Regions from separate parts of the Sus scrofa genome. Here regions 1, 2 and 4 are each linked to region 3. Evidence: chromatin contacts called from public Hi-C and HiChIP or PLAC-seq data. All regions are on one chromosome and are shown on one strand. The core of a region is the stretch at or near the end of the contact, and the rest is flanking DNA. Distances in the headings are between cores, read along the strand shown. Region 1 holds the start of LIMCH1 (LIM and calponin homology domains-containing protein 1). Region 2 overlaps LIMCH1 (LIM and calponin homology domains-containing protein 1). Region 3 overlaps LIMCH1 (LIM and calponin homology domains-containing protein 1). Region 4 holds the start of UCHL1 (ubiquitin carboxyl-terminal esterase L1 (ubiquitin thiolesterase)).

Region 1 (3,512 bases), core at 879-3,378, 310 kb before region 3:
ATTTTCGTGTCAGTGTGCTGGAGGCATTTTGTCAGTTATTTTACTTTTCCATGTTTCTTCACGTAGACAAGGTCATCTTCTGGCTATATTTTATTTTTCCTTCATTTGCCTTCTTTATAACTTCTCCCTGCTCCCCTACTTTTTGTTTATTTATTTATTTATTTTTTTGGTCTTTTTGCTATTTCTTTGGGCCGCTCCCGCGGCATATGGAGGTTCCCAGGCTAGGGGTCCAATCGGAGCTGTAGTCTCCGGCCTACGCCAGAGCCACAGCAACGCGGGATCCGAGCCGCGTCTGCAACCTACACCACAGCTCACGGCAACGCCGGATCGTTAACCCACTGAGCAAGGGCAGGGACCGAACCTGCAACCTCATGGATCCTAGTCGGATTCGTTAACCACCGTGCCACGACAGGAACTCCTCCCCTGCTTTTTGGAAGGCAGGGTGGAAGGAACCATCAGCACTGCTTATATGGCAGGCCCAGCTTTGGTCCTTTCCCATTCACAACTCCTGGTGGCCCCTCACAATGATTTCCTGAAATGTTGCCCTTTCAACCTCATTTGAGATAAGGAAACTGAGGCACATCTTGTAAGTGGCAGAGTCTGGATGGGGACTACTGGCCAGGCAGCTCGGTGTGCGGTTAAGGGCAGATCTGGCGCCAGTCTGTCTGGGCTTGAATCAGGGCTGTGCTGCTCACCAGCTGTGTGACACCCCCTTCTCTGTCCCCTGGTTTTTTCCTAGGGATGGAAATAGTCTATCTTACAGGGTTGGACTAGGGAATGAGTTAGTCAATTATTTGTAATGCACTTAAAACAGTGCCTGGCACAATTCAAGTGCCATATAAGTGTTTTAAAAGTAAATAAACTGAAGGCTGTCTGACTCCAAAGCCAGTAATAGTGGAATTTCAGGCCTGTTTTTTGTTCTATCCCCTTATTATAGCAGCAGAATTAGACAAAGGCTAAACTTGGACTCTGAACAGGAAGAGAGACTTAGCTGCTGAGGCACCCACGGACTTCTTGCCCTGTCCACTGCGGGGTGGCCTTCCCCCCTCCCAATCGGGCCTGTCATCCCTGTCACACTGGCCTTCTGTGGATTCCATGACCTGCACCAAGCTCATTTCTACCTGAAGGCCTTTATACCCATCTGGAAATGTTTCTCCAGATTTTTGCATCGTTAACATCTTTCTTTCTCCTTCCTGTCACCTCACCACGTCATGTTGTCAGAAAAACCTTTCTTGATCATCAGTTGGGCTCTCATGCAAAACAGAAGGCAGGCTCATTTGGGGGTGCCTGAGGAGAGTTTATGAAGAGACCACTAGCAGGAAGTGGGCAGGCCAAAAATCAACATGGGATGGGGATGCCTTTGCTACCACTGGGCCTGGGGACACGCCGCCGTAGGACAAGAGGCGACAGAGCACCTCAGAGAACACAAACTGCAGCCTTCACTGGAGCGGTGCAGCCAAATCCTCCAGCCTTTTGCAGTAAGAGGGGGCATAAATATCCCCACTTCCCTCTCCTCCAGCCTGCAGACCTCCTGCCTCCTTCCGTTGAAGGGAACTTGGGCTCCCAGGTCCCTCCCACCGTGAAGGTGGAGAGACTATTTGAAGCTAGCCAATGTTCTCTTCCCAGGTCATAATTTCTCTTCTCTGCTTTTACCTTCTTAGCATCACTCTCCACAATTACCTTCTTTTGTTTGACCCCATTTTCTCTAGAATATAATTATTTTGAGGGCTAGGTCCTGGAGTCCTCCCTCCCTCTCGTTCTTTCTTTCTGTCATCCCTGGGTCCCCAGCGACTACTTCAGTGCCTGGCACACAGTAGGTGCACAAAAATGATGAGTTAAATTAATCAACAGACGGGGACACAGGTAGCGTGCCTGGAGAGAAAAAGGCTCATAAAGGTCGCTTATCTTTTTTGTTTTCCCCCTTCCAAAAAGATCAGGCGATTGAACATCCCTGGCACCAGGTTAGAGGGCTGCCCCTCTTGCCACCACTGCCGCTGCTGCGGCGCGTAGTGGGAGGGGACTGCAGGTGCGGGCGGCCACTGTCCTGCTGCGGCAGCACTAGCTCCCCAGGGACGCGTGCGCCGGGCTCGCTCGCCTCTCCCGGGACAGCCCGGCGCGGGGACGTGCGCGGGGCGGCTGGCCCGAGTCCCTGTCCCGGTCGCGTCGTGGGCAGGGAGGGAGACACCCAGTGCTCACTCTCGGTTATTTTTAGCCGGTGGCTGACACCCCGCCCGGGGCGGGGGGCGGAGCGGAGGTGGGGGTAGAGGGAGCTCCCGGCGCCTCGGCGCTCGCTCCCGCGGGGACTCGCGGCGCGGCCGAGCCGGGCGGCTCTGGGAACAGCTGCGGCGGCGTCCTCGGCGGCAGCGCGGCTCTCCGCGGGGACCTGCGCCGAGCGGAGGAGGGGCCGGCGGGGGAGGAGAGCCGGAGAACGGGCGGGCGGGAAGGGGCGGGGAGCGCGCTCCTGCGGCGGCAGCGGCGGCGGCGGCCGTCCTCATCCCGGCGGCCCAGCGCTCGAGTGGACGCGGGGCTTCGCAAATGGCTTGTCCCGCTCTCGGTCTGGAAGCTCTTCAGCCCTTGCAGCCCGAGCCGCCCCCCGAGCCCGCCTTCTCCGAGGCGCAGAAGTGGATCGAGGTAGGTGCCCGCGGCTGGCGGGCGGCCTTGCAGGGGCGCCCGGAGCCCCTGACCCGCGCACACACGGACGACAGGTCGAGCCTCGCCTCCCCCCACTTTCTTTTGCCAGCTGCGCCAGGTCACCCGCCAGGGCCTCGAGCGAGCTGTGATTCTCTGACGCTTTGGTACTGGCGACTTGGGTGAGGGTGGGCGCGAAGTGGGGACACTGCGCTCGCTGTGCATGTAGGGGGCAGGAAGCGGTCCTCTGCGCCTCCATCCCTCCTGCCCGCCAGCAGCGCAAATCTCAGCTCCTGCCGCTTCCAGGCGCTGCCACGGGAAGCGCAGTGCGAGCCCAAGCGCCGCAAAGGCGCATTAAGCGAGAGCCTCCGGAGTCCTTGCCGAGGCCGCATTTGGCGGGGGGCGGGGGAGAGGGCCTGCTCCACGTCCTATTCTGCCGGTTGGTGCCCCCTCCCTGCCCTTGGGAAGCAGAGCTGTGTATATCACCACGGAAGCGCGTACCCACTGGACCCTCGGGCTGTATTCTTGGCACTGGGTCAGGTGTGAGGCTGGCATAGCACAGAGGGCCGGGGAGCCTGCTAGACCCACCTGCGAAAGCGCCATCCGCGCAGACCAAACATCGGCAGCCCCTACTCCATCCGAGAGGCGGTGGGGCGGGCTCGCAGGGGCCGAGTACCGGGCCCCGTTGGCATATTTTACTTCTTAAATGACTCGGTGGCAGGCTAGGGAAATCACTGGAGCTCTCGGCTCAGTCCAGGAAGCGATCCCTGGGCGATCCTGATTCTCGATGTCTATCTGTAAATGCAGCTTGGTGGTCCTGTGCCCCTGAAAAGACGTGTCTGCGGGGGTCAGGACTCTTGCGGGGCGCGAGGGGGAAAGGTGAC
Region 2 (3,673 bases), core at 386-2,885, 260 kb before region 3:
CACGGCAACGCCGGATCGTTAACCCACTGAGCAAGGGCAGGGACCGAACCCGCAACCTCATGGTTCCTAGTCGGATTCGTTAACCACTGCGCCACGACGGGAACTCCCAGGATCAGGTTTTAAACTTTAAGTCTGTAGATAAGGTGAAAATGTGTATATGAAAATTATCCTTGAAATACCTTAATGGCCACTCTTCCTCAGTTCGCTTTATTTTTTTTTTTATGAAAAAAATTTTTTTATTGTTATTTCCCCAATATGATTTTTTTCTACTGTACAGCATGGTGACCCAGTTACACATACATGTATACATTCTTTTTTCTCCCATTATCACGCTCCATCATAAGTGATTAGATATAGTTCCCAATGCTACACAGCACGATCTCATTGCTAATCCATTCCAAAGGCAATAGTTTGCATCTCTTAACCCCAAGCTCCCAGTAGTTGAGCTTTAGAATGTTACCTCCAAGGATTTTGTTGCTTTCCTTCCCTGCTGTATCCCAAGGCCAGGAAGAGTGATCAGTATACATGTGTTGCATGAATTAATAGGTGATTTGCACCAAGGGGCCAATTATATTGAAAAGGGGATACCTTTTAATGCTAGCATCCCACTCAGTGCAGTAAAAGGCTCATCCTAAGATATCCTCGTAGAAACTCCCTGTGGAATCTGTGTAGCTGGATTTCTCTAACTTCATGCAAGTATAACACAACTGCTGTGTGCGGTTTTGTACTTATCACAGGCTAACGACACCTATTACTATCCCATTTCAGAAATGAGGAAACCGAGACTCCGACTAGTCAAGAAACTTGTCCAAATTTCTTGTCAAATTTCTCACAGCCAGTACTTCCTGCTGACTCTCAAAATAGGCACATTCTCACATTAAAATTGTTGGCTTTTCCATTTTTTCTCCTGTTGCTAACTATGTAGTATCTATTTGCTCTGAGCAAAAGTAGGGAATGGATAAGAAATAAAAACTAAATAGGGTTGTTTCTTGTGTGAATCTATGGAATCAAAAAGAATAGTCGAGTCAATAGATGTTGCTTTTGCCTGAAATAGCATCTTCACTTTGTTTAGGCCTTTCTTAAACATCTGTGATGGTTTGAACTTTTGGGAGTTCACTTGGACTGCACTGAAGGTAAGCTTCCAAGATGGAACAATTGTTGGGCCAACAATTATTGCTATGGAATCTTCTAGCACTTAAATTGGTCCTGATGTTTCTCTGATAAATTCCAAGAATGATCAGCAAATTGGTCTTCGAATTAAGGATTTTCACTTTAGCTGCAGGAACCAATGGCCCAGAATAATTTGTCTGCATCTGTATCCTGATTAAAAGTGTTTTATGGCATTTACTAGCTCCGTCTTGGTCAGCATGGGTTGTGTAGGTCAGTATGGGAGAGTGTGCTTACTTCAATTGGGGAACTTTTCTTTTTTTTTTAATTGCTTAACCTTGGAAACTTGCCTTGCAATCCTGTGATATGACTTCTTAATCTTGTAGTGATGCCAGGCCTTGGCTTATTTTTCATGCCAAATTTAAAAAAAAGCAAACATTGTTAGTAAGCAATGACATTTGATTCATTATTACTCATGAGCATCTGAAATCCACGGCTTGAATTTTGAATCAGTGCATTAGGAAATATTCAGCAAACAACCTTCCTTGGGGCTCCTCTGGGCCTAGAACGTCAAGGGGATTGATGCTACTAGTAGACTATTTCCATTATGACATTTCAGATTTGAACAATACACAATTTAGGTGAGTCAGAAAATGTATCCAGGGATAATGAGTAATAAACGGGGAACGGGTAAATATTGACTGATTTGATTAATCTTTATAAACAATTTAGGTCTCCTTGCTGTCACTAAAAAGCTGTCATTTATACCTAAATGAGGAAGGGTAAAGATTCGATAGCTATAAATTGGTTGAGTTTTTGTTCAGAAATTGTGTTGAAATTAACCGATGGGCGGTTCCTATAAATTATGTCATAATACAGTACCACTGTAGTAATCCTTTAGAAGTCCATTCTTGGCTCTTTTCCTTCAATAATGTTGCCAGGTTTTACAGCTGCAGTGTAATTTGAAACAATGTGAAAATTGCCCTGTTTACTCATTCCGATCAGAAGGGCTAATGTTAAGTTAGTTTTCTTGTTACGAGTTGATTGAGGGGAGTAATAGCCAACTTGATTCCCTCTTCTGTGGTACTGTGCTTTTTATTAGTCTAAACATTATAAAGTTGTGTGCAACTGTTTATGCTAAAATTCAACAGGGGTTTATCCTGGATTTTACTTACTTTTTCCCTCTTTTTGTTATTTTTAATTTTTGTCTTTTTAGGGCCTCACCCATGGCATGCAGGGGTTCCCAGGTTAGGGGTCGAATCAGAGCTGTAGCCGCTGGCCTATGCCACAGCCACAGCAACGCCAGATCTGAACTGCATCTGTGACCTACACCACAGCTCAGGGCAGTGCCAAATCTTTAACCCGTTGAGTGAGGCCAGGGATCGAACCTGTTCTCATGGCTCCTAGTTAGATTCATTTCTGCTGAGCCAGGATGGAAACTCATTTCCTCTTTTTCAAAAATTGACGTAGAGTTGACTTACAATATTACATTCGTTTCAGATGTGCAGTATAGTGATTCGGTATTTTTTATACATTACAAAATGATTACCACTAAGTCTAGTTACCATCTGTCACCACACAAAGTTATCACAATACTGTTACTATATTCCTTATGCTCTGCATTACATCCCTGTGACTTATTCTTTAACTGGAAGTTCTGGTCCTTTTAATTAAAGCCTTTCCTCCAGTGCAGTTGCTTTGATTTAAATTCCTTAAAAATGAAAGAGGAAAAAAAATCATGATGGTGTCTCTTTAATCTGCTTTAGAATAGCTAAGAAAGAGTATTGTGTTAGGAATTGCTGAAAATGGAGCTATGGAAGGGCTTTATATCTTAGGCTACCAAAATCCTTTTATGTAAACCAGAAAAAAAAAAATCAAATTCTGAATGAAAGCACAGGGAAAAAAAAGACAGGGCTGATTTAAGCAGAATAGCCCAAAGGTGAATGCATTTTGACTGTATTGCCTTCCAGAAAGAAGGGAGGTGGTGATTCAAGGCCCAGTTGATACCTTAGACTTCCTTGGGAGGCCGTGTTTATGATCCCAGGGCCTGTAGATAGCATCTGACACAGCATTTGATTCAGCTCTCCTGTCTTGGTTAACTCAGCCTTAGCATTCTCACTACAGCTTCTCTTGGTTCAATTAAGATTTGCATCATCTCGGTTTACTTCTGCTCTTCCATTAGGGCCTGTGCTATTGGTGTGGCCGGAAAGAAAGATTTCTTACAGTTCCAATTGCTCTTGCTTTTATCAGTGGTTCCTCTTTGCCTTCCCCTGAAGAATCTGCCCTCAAACCACTTTACGTCTCGACCTGGTTGTGATAGCTCTGCTTGGCTGCACTTAAATAAAATGTGATGAAAAAGAGAAATCCTTGTATCCCCTACCAGACAGGCCTCCTCTTGATGCTGTCAGTCACTGCCAGCTGCCTCCTCCTTCATCCTTGGGATTCAGTGAGAAGTATTTGGGCCCCAGACATTTTGGGGTTAAGTTATGTACTTCTGTTTCTGCTACAAACTTGGTTCATGAGCTTGTGTAGGTGTGAGTTAGCCCATCCCTGGACTAGTGAGCAG
Region 3 (3,404 bases), core at 234-2,733:
TTCTTTTCCTCGGTCCTTGCCTACACACAGCAAGGATTTGGAGGTGCAGGCTGAGAAGCACAGCAGTGGAGCCAGGTTTGGAGCCAGTTTTAGAGCCAGCAGGCTTCGTTCCCCAAGGATGCAGACAGGCAGTCTGGCGGGAGGTTGTGCTGGCCTGGAGGAGCTGCAAGAGCACAAGGATAGACCCACTGGTCTTGCCACGTAGGGATGGAGGCAGGCGGTCTCTCCAGGCAGGAGCAATCAGCTCAGGATGGGAGCAGTTCTGGGTTGGAGGGAATTTCCTCTTGAACCAACACTGCAGTGTAGCAGCTCTGACCTGGGCTCTTTTAATGAGTGGCTCCAGTCCACTGCCCCGAGCCCGTTGCCCGGAGTGAAAAACGCTCCTGCTGGTTGCCTCGGAGTTTGCAATCAAGAGTCAGGTAGCAGGAGTTCCTGTCATGGCTCAGAGGTTAACGAACCCAGCTAGTATCCATGAGGACACAGGTTCAATCCCTGGCATTGCTCACTGGTGTTGCCCTGAGCTGTGGTGTAAGTCACAGAGGGCTCAGATCCCGCGTTGCTGTGGCTATGGCGTAGGCTGGCAACTACATCTTGATTCCTAGCCTGGGAACCTCCATATGCTGTGGGTGCAGCCCTAAAAAGACCAAAAGAAAAGAAAAAAGAATTATGTAGCAATGTACAGCAAGTTTTACCGATGCCCTCAGAGAGAGCAGGCCACCTTGGGTAGGGACTGGCCCTGGCTACAGCTGGGTCTCTCCTTATATTCCTATATCGTGGATCAGTTTGGGGATCCCTATTCTCTTGCCCCAGGCCACTAATTTCCTCCTACACCCTGAGTGTCTAAGGGGGTGCATTTGGATCCTCTGATGGGTTTCAGGCAAGGACCCCTTATTTGTATGGGAAAAAGATTCCAGGGAGATGCTCCAAGGCTGATATCTGCATGGCTTCATTGTTTGATGGCAGGTCTCCTGTTTTTGGTAACGATAAATGGCCCATTTTGAATCACCCAGGTCAGTGTTCTTATCCTATCCTGCATAACAAAAGAAAGGAAGGAAGGAAAGAAGGGAGAGAGAGAAGGAAAGAAAGAAAAGAAAAGGGAAAAAAGAGAAAGAAAGAAAGAGAAAGAAAGCAAGCAAGAAAGGGACAATTAAAAAAAAAAAAAAAAAAGCAAACAAAAAAACCTAGTCCATCTGACCTGGATCAGACCTGCACATGGTTTGAAAAGTTTGAGGAGTGGGGAGCCTAGGGCTGCATGTAGCTCCTCTTTTGTCCAGTGAATATAGGTATTTGGTGACACAAAAGTGAAAGGGGAAACACACACGTGGCTTATGTGGCACCTGAGTCCTGATGCCAAGACATAAATAGTCTGGTTTTCCAGGCTGGTGTCCAGATGAGTTATTCAAGACTAGAGCCGGGAAATCACTCTGAGTCACCGAATAGTAGCTCAGGAAAGGACCTTGGACATCTCGTCTTCCAGCCCTCGGTGGTGAAATGATTCGTGCAAGCTCCATCCTCTGTCCTAGAAGCAGGGCCCCTCAAGCAGCCCCATTCTTCCTCTCCTGCCCCGTATTTCCAATTCATTCCTCAGAGTTGGGCTCTGGACTGGTCCACCAGTAAGGTTCTTGTTAAAATGAGCAGCCCGTGCCAGGTAGATTTGTGGCGGGAGGGACCACGTCCCTCTCAAGCCAGGAGACTGTCACCTCCCACTCGTGGCCTCAGGGCTCGGTCTGGCACCAGAGCCAGTTTGGATGCTGTCCTCAGTCAAGGGAAAGCCAGCTCCTGGCTTGGGCGCCCGTAACCTCTCTATGCTCTCATTCATTCGTGTCCAGGGATCTGTTTTTATTTACTTGCTTTCATTCTTGAGGCAGTGTTACCAGTTGGAGAAGGGAAAGCATCTCTTCTGTTCAGATGTAACCGAAGGGAAGTGTGGGTCAGAAAGCACATTTCCTAGCGAGGCGGGTGTGTTTCTCCCGCGTCTCTTCGCCCTGGTTAAAACTGCCAATTTCGAACTCATTTCCTTTGCAGTAATGATGGGTGTACAGAAGTAACAAGCCTTCAGGATGGAGGATCCAGACAGAAGTTAATTCAACTGGCTTTGGGGATTTCCTTTGATTCCATACAGTCTATGTGCATATGTAACAGAATACAGAAAACCATACAGAGAATGGAAGCTCCCTCTTACTCCAGCCACTCCGAAATCAAGAGTTTCAAAAATGTGTCCTTCTCTTCTTTTTCTCGGTGTATTTATAATATTTTTTTTAACATGGGCTCATGTTATTCACATTGTTGTAACTTGCCTTTTCTCTTAATTTATCTTGAATATTTTGCTAGTCATAGCCTGATTTGGGTGACTAGGATGCATTGAAACGAAACCTGTGAGTATAATTGCCATAAGTCTTGTATCTAACATTGGCTTACCTGGCACGGATTCCATGTTGGCTCTTTGCCAGATACAGTGCTGGGCCCCCGGACACCTCCACCCCCACCCCTAACCTGGCTTGGATGGAAAGCTCCAAGACGCGGGGATGGCTGCGGTGGTCTGGCCTCAACTGCCCTGGGAAGTGAAGACATGGCTAAATTGCCCCCTGTCCTGAGAGATTCTGGAGGGTTCTCATCTTTTGCATGATAAATGGATGAGAGGTCGAAAGGAAAGGATGAGCCCGAATGGATGAGAGGGACAGGGTGTGGCAAAGGCAGTTTGAACCATTGTAGCAATAAACTTGGGATGCTCTGGTTCTGGCCCCATTCTTATGGGTCAAGAACCTTTAAATACCTGAGGATGACTTGGAAGTGGGTGTGACTCCCAGCCCAGATGGTGGAGCATTGAGGCTACCCACACAAGTCGGGGTTCCCACCTCCCCACCTACTAGCAGCATGACACTGGATAAGTCGCTTAGCCTCCTGGGCCCCAGCTTCCTCACCTGTGTATAAAGGGAATCTTATTGGTACAAACTTAATAGACTTGTGCTGAGAACTAAGGAAGATAATTATACTGACACGTGTAAATACAGTAAATATTGATTGTGGCTACAGTAACAATAGTATGTAACCTTCATTTTAAGCGAAGAGAAATTGGGTCATCTGGGTGTTCAGTGTTTGAGTGTTAAGCCACAGAGAAATGCATCCAGAGGAGTTCCCATCATGGCTCGGCAGTTAACGAACCCAACTAGTACCCATGAGAACCTGGGTTTGCTCAGTGGGTTAAGGATCCAGCATTGCTGTGAGTGTGGTGTAGGCTGGCAGCTACAGCTCTGATTTGACCCCCAGCCTGGGAATCTCTATATGCCACGAGTGCACCCCTAAAAAGACAAAAAAAAAGAAAAAAATAAATACATCCAGAAACATGGACATTCCTGAAAGTGGCAGTTCTGCATTACTGGAATGAGGTGTGCTAGTAAATAGTC
Region 4 (3,625 bases), core at 434-2,933, 390 kb before region 3:
TTTTTTGGCTGCACCCACAGCACATAGATATTCCCAGGTCTGGGATTGAACCTGTGCCACAGCAAGTGACCCAAGCTGCTGCAGTGACAATGCCCAATCCTTAACCAGCCATGCAGCAAGGGAACTCCTTAAGCCTTTAAAAAAAAACAAAAAACAAAAAAACAAACAAAAACCAAAAACTTCACTGAGGCATAATTTACATACCATAAAATTCATCCATTAAGTTCTTCTTACTAATGTCTTTTCCTCTCTCATTTTCCATGTGAAGGTCATTTTTCTGATGGTAAAAATGGGAAGAAAATAGAAGCGGAATGTAGTAGAGTTTTGAAAAGAGAATGAGTTCCTTGAGCCCAATTTACCGGAATTTACTTCTCAGTTTTACTTTTCAGTCATGATCTTAAAACAAATTAACCTTTCTAAGCCACAGATTCTGAGCTGTAAAACTGCACTGAGAAGAGTTTCTTCACTGGCTCCTCTAAGGTTTAAATGAAATCACATGCAAAAAAAAACTTAGCCACTGTTAGAAGTAATTGTCACAAAAAAGCAGATTCTGTCCCTTCTCTCTGTCATCTTTTAATCTCAGGCCCCCTAAAAGATAGGTCTATTCGTTCACCATCATCATTATTTTGTTCTGAGCATAAGTGAAAAAATACCCAACCTTCTTATGTCCTTAGTGTTCAGCAAGCCCCACTTCATGCTGAGGTTTCACTTTCCTGCACTATTCTTACAGATATTGTTGTGCTTTTTATTCATTCTTAGGCATATGCTATTTGTCTCCATCTTTTGAACATGGTGGTGGAAAAACTCTCAAACCCCACCTGAGATCATTAGAGAACGGTGGTTTCTTTAGCGGCCATTACCTTTGTTTTTCACTGGGACTATTCTATGGTGAACTTAAAATTTTATTTTTCAAAGGCTCCTATTCTTTAAAAAAATGTTTTTCCTTTTACAGCCTCTTGTCTTGAAATTACACCTGTCTTTCTCCTAGATCTGTCTCCTAAAGTCTGCAACAGCCTGCCTCCTCGGCGTGTGCTGGATATTACAGTCGCATCTCCCAGGTCTCTACCGCTTCCCCAAGACCAACCATTTCTTCCTTGGGAGTCGCATTACATCAGCATTACTAATGCAATATCTGCTTTATCACAGACTGTTTTATTCTAGGCAGTCAATTAAAAACGAACCTCGGTACTGGTTTGATTGAACATGGAGGATGAATTGTCGAAGGTCAAATGCAAACTGCTGCAAGATTTGGGAGACATATTTATATTCATATTAAATATATACCTGTTGAATTTGTTTTTTTCAATGCTTCAGAGACCCTAAGCTTTCGGCTAACTGGCATGGCCAAATGCATGGGTTTCCAGAAACTTCGCGAAAAATTAGACTCCATCACAAGGACTGCTCCACACACTCAAGGAACGCCCACCAACAAAACACATCTCCACAACCGCCAGATTATCTCACCAGCAAGTGAGACTGCAAGGTTTGGGGGCTTGGAGGTACCACTCCGTGCTGCGTATGGGGGGGTTCGCGCCCATTTGGCGGCGACTGACCGTTTCCCCTCGCTTGGTTTTGCCCCTGCTCCCCCTGCGCAGGCACCCACAGTGCGTCAGGCCGGCGCTTTATAGCGGCAGGCTGGGCGGCTCCACTTGCTGTTTTTCGTCTTCTTTGGGTTGCGGTTCCTCTCGGCTTTTGCGAAGATGCAGCTCAAACCGATGGAGATTAACCCGGAGGTGAGTGTCAGGTGCACGGTTACCCAGGGAGTGTAGGGCCGAGGGTCAGCCCTCACCAGGTAGCGGTATCGCTGACTGCTTTTATTTTTGCATTTTTTTCTTTGCATTTGCCTTTCAGATGCTGAACAAAGTGAGTGACGGCTCGTGCTGCCTCTCTCCCCCTCCCCTGGAGGCGCAGGGGCTGAGCGGCGCCTTGCGCGCTCCAGAGGCGGTGGGGCTGGGGCGCCCTCCCTCTGCCCCTGCATCAGGTCCGGCGATGACTCTGCGAAACGGGTCGGCGGTGGGATGGAGAAGGCTGGGCTCAGATGCGAGCCCCCGAGCAGAGCTCCCGAGGGCGTGGCGCGGGCGGCGCAGACCCGGGTGCCCCGGCGTCGCGGGAGCCACGTGTGGGCAGCGCTTTGTGCTGTGTCATTGCGCCCGGCCCGGGTTGGGGGCGGGGTGGGGCGGGTCCCGGGCTCCTCCCAGGCCGCGGGTAGGGGCGCAAGGGTGTGGATCCTGCGCGCCTCCCGGCAGGTACCACCCGCTGGCCAGTGTCCGCGCCTGGTGGCCTTGTTTCCTCTCCTCAGGTGCTGACAAGGCTCGGGGTCGCCGGCCATTGGCGCTTCGCGGACGTGCTGGGACTGGAGGAGGAGTCTTTGGGCTCGGTGCCAGCACCTGCTTGCGCGCTGCTGCTGCTCTTTCCCCTCACGGCCCAGGTAGGGCGTGGGGCCCGGGGTGCGCAGTCCCTGCAGTGTGCGCGCTGCTCCCAAACCAGAGTGAGGCGCAAAGGGCGGTGTAGGCTCTCCTACCAGGCTGGCCTGGGCGCCTAGACCTGGCACATTGATCCTTTCTTTTGGGGGATCGGGGGTGGGGGGACCGATCTCTCGGTGGTACCTACTTATTGGGGGTCCTGGTGTGATGCTAGAGTTTATTGTCTCCTCGCTCATACATCCGGCATTGCCTTAAATTTGGAGGAGAAGCGGCATCTCCATCATCCTAATTATGCAGGAAGGCAGTTCATCCTGCTCCTGAGTACAGGCTGAACCTAGGCTCTTCTGAGTCTTCCATAACAAGAAATGGCTGGTGGTTTTCCTTTTAAGGGCTGTGACCTGTCACTTTTATTGTTTGGTTCTCAGACTCCTACTTAGCTGTAAAATGGAGGGGGATGGCTTGCCTAAACCAGAAGAAAACAATAGGTTCTTTAATGCTCCACCTCCACTGCCTGGGTCTTCAGTGGGTTTCTTCCCACTCCTTCAGTCCCTAAAATATGCACACCTGGTTTTTACCTGCTCCTATGTGTTTTTCTTAAACGTTTAATCATTGGTGTGTAGCTCGGGCATAGGAACCTTCTTCTCTCTTTTCTTTTTGTAGTTCAGTGGGCACTAGACCAGTCTTGAAAATACCATTTCATTTCCTTTAGATGGTCCTCCTCCTCCAAGGGTGTGTGGATGTGTGTACTTCAGAGATTTGAGGATCAGGTATAAAAAGGTAGCTGAGCTAACTGATGTCTTGGCTGTATGGAGTCCCACTAATGAGCATGGTATTGTCTGTCTCTGGTTGCTGTGACTTGATCCCTGATTTAGGAGTGACTGAAATTTGCTTTGGGAAAACCTGGGGCATTGGCATATGGGGCATTGTTCCAAACAGAATGAGTTTAACTACTGCACCACTCTAAGGCAGGGAGTTCTAGAAGCATCCTCAGCATAAATTAAGCCCTATGGGAAGTTCCAGGCGGTCCTCCTGGTAAATAGGCTAAGGTTCAACACTTGCTGGGTTAAAAATGCTTGTTAAAGCTATCAAGATAATCCCATTGTCATGTTTGTTATCGCCAAAGCCTTTATTTAGGTGAAAATGGAGCTACCAGATGATTGCAAGTCAAATTGGCTTCCCCGCTGAACAAATCAAATGCAACA

What was found. A called contact is a pair of places that touch in the nucleus more often than the background predicts. HiChIP or PLAC-seq counts read pairs in DNA pulled down with a chosen protein or histone mark.
Region 1: a Hi-C map of skeletal muscle shows a contact between it and region 3, with 5 times the contacts expected there. The contact joins the promoter of LIMCH1 here to the enhancer-like site in region 3. A contact is called at or near these places in 7 of 47 Hi-C or Micro-C datasets (brain, fetal skeletal muscle, omental adipose tissue and 2 more) and 1 of 2 datasets of contacts at active chromatin or transcription factors (skeletal muscle).
Region 2: a contact with region 3 is called in an H3K27ac HiChIP or PLAC-seq map of skeletal muscle, with 4 times the contacts expected there. The contact joins two enhancer-like sites. A contact is called at or near these places in 1 of 47 Hi-C or Micro-C datasets (embryonic fibroblasts) and 1 of 2 datasets of contacts at active chromatin or transcription factors (skeletal muscle).
Region 4: an H3K27ac HiChIP or PLAC-seq map of skeletal muscle shows a contact between it and region 3, with 7 times the contacts expected there. The contact joins the promoter of UCHL1 here to the enhancer-like site in region 3. A contact is called at or near these places in 5 of 47 Hi-C or Micro-C datasets (embryonic fibroblasts, fetal liver, mesenchymal stem cells and 2 more) and 1 of 2 datasets of contacts at active chromatin or transcription factors (skeletal muscle).

Annotation. Positions count from the first base shown.
Region 1 is chr8:32,430,907-32,434,418 of Sscrofa11.1, forward strand. It overlaps LIMCH1 (LIM and calponin homology domains-containing protein 1), which reads left to right and starts at 2,129. Exons shown (of 35, transcript XM_021101157.1): 1 at 2,129-2,631. The coding sequence starts at 2,536.
Region 2 is chr8:32,485,321-32,488,993 of Sscrofa11.1, forward strand. All of the region lies in intron 1 of LIMCH1 (LIM and calponin homology domains-containing protein 1), which reads left to right. Among named protein-coding and RNA genes, the nearest start is that of LIMCH1, 54 kb to the left of the region's middle. Within about 2 kb of position 1,636, at least 5 of the 83 cell types and tissues checked have an H3K27ac peak or open chromatin away from gene starts, as enhancers often do. A contact at or near this core is called in skeletal muscle, where this site is marked.
Region 3 is chr8:32,745,713-32,749,116 of Sscrofa11.1, forward strand. All of the region lies in intron 21 of LIMCH1 (LIM and calponin homology domains-containing protein 1), which reads left to right. Among named protein-coding and RNA genes, the nearest start is that of PHOX2B, 99 kb to the right of the region's middle. Within about 2 kb of position 1,484, at least 9 of the 83 cell types and tissues checked have an H3K27ac peak or open chromatin away from gene starts, as enhancers often do. A contact at or near this core is called in embryonic fibroblasts and skeletal muscle, where this site is marked.
Region 4 is chr8:32,352,083-32,355,707 of Sscrofa11.1, forward strand. It overlaps UCHL1 (ubiquitin carboxyl-terminal esterase L1 (ubiquitin thiolesterase)), which reads left to right and starts at 1,684. Exons shown (of 9, transcript NM_213763.2): 1 at 1,684-1,733; 2 at 1,852-1,863; 3 at 2,300-2,428. The coding sequence starts at 1,701.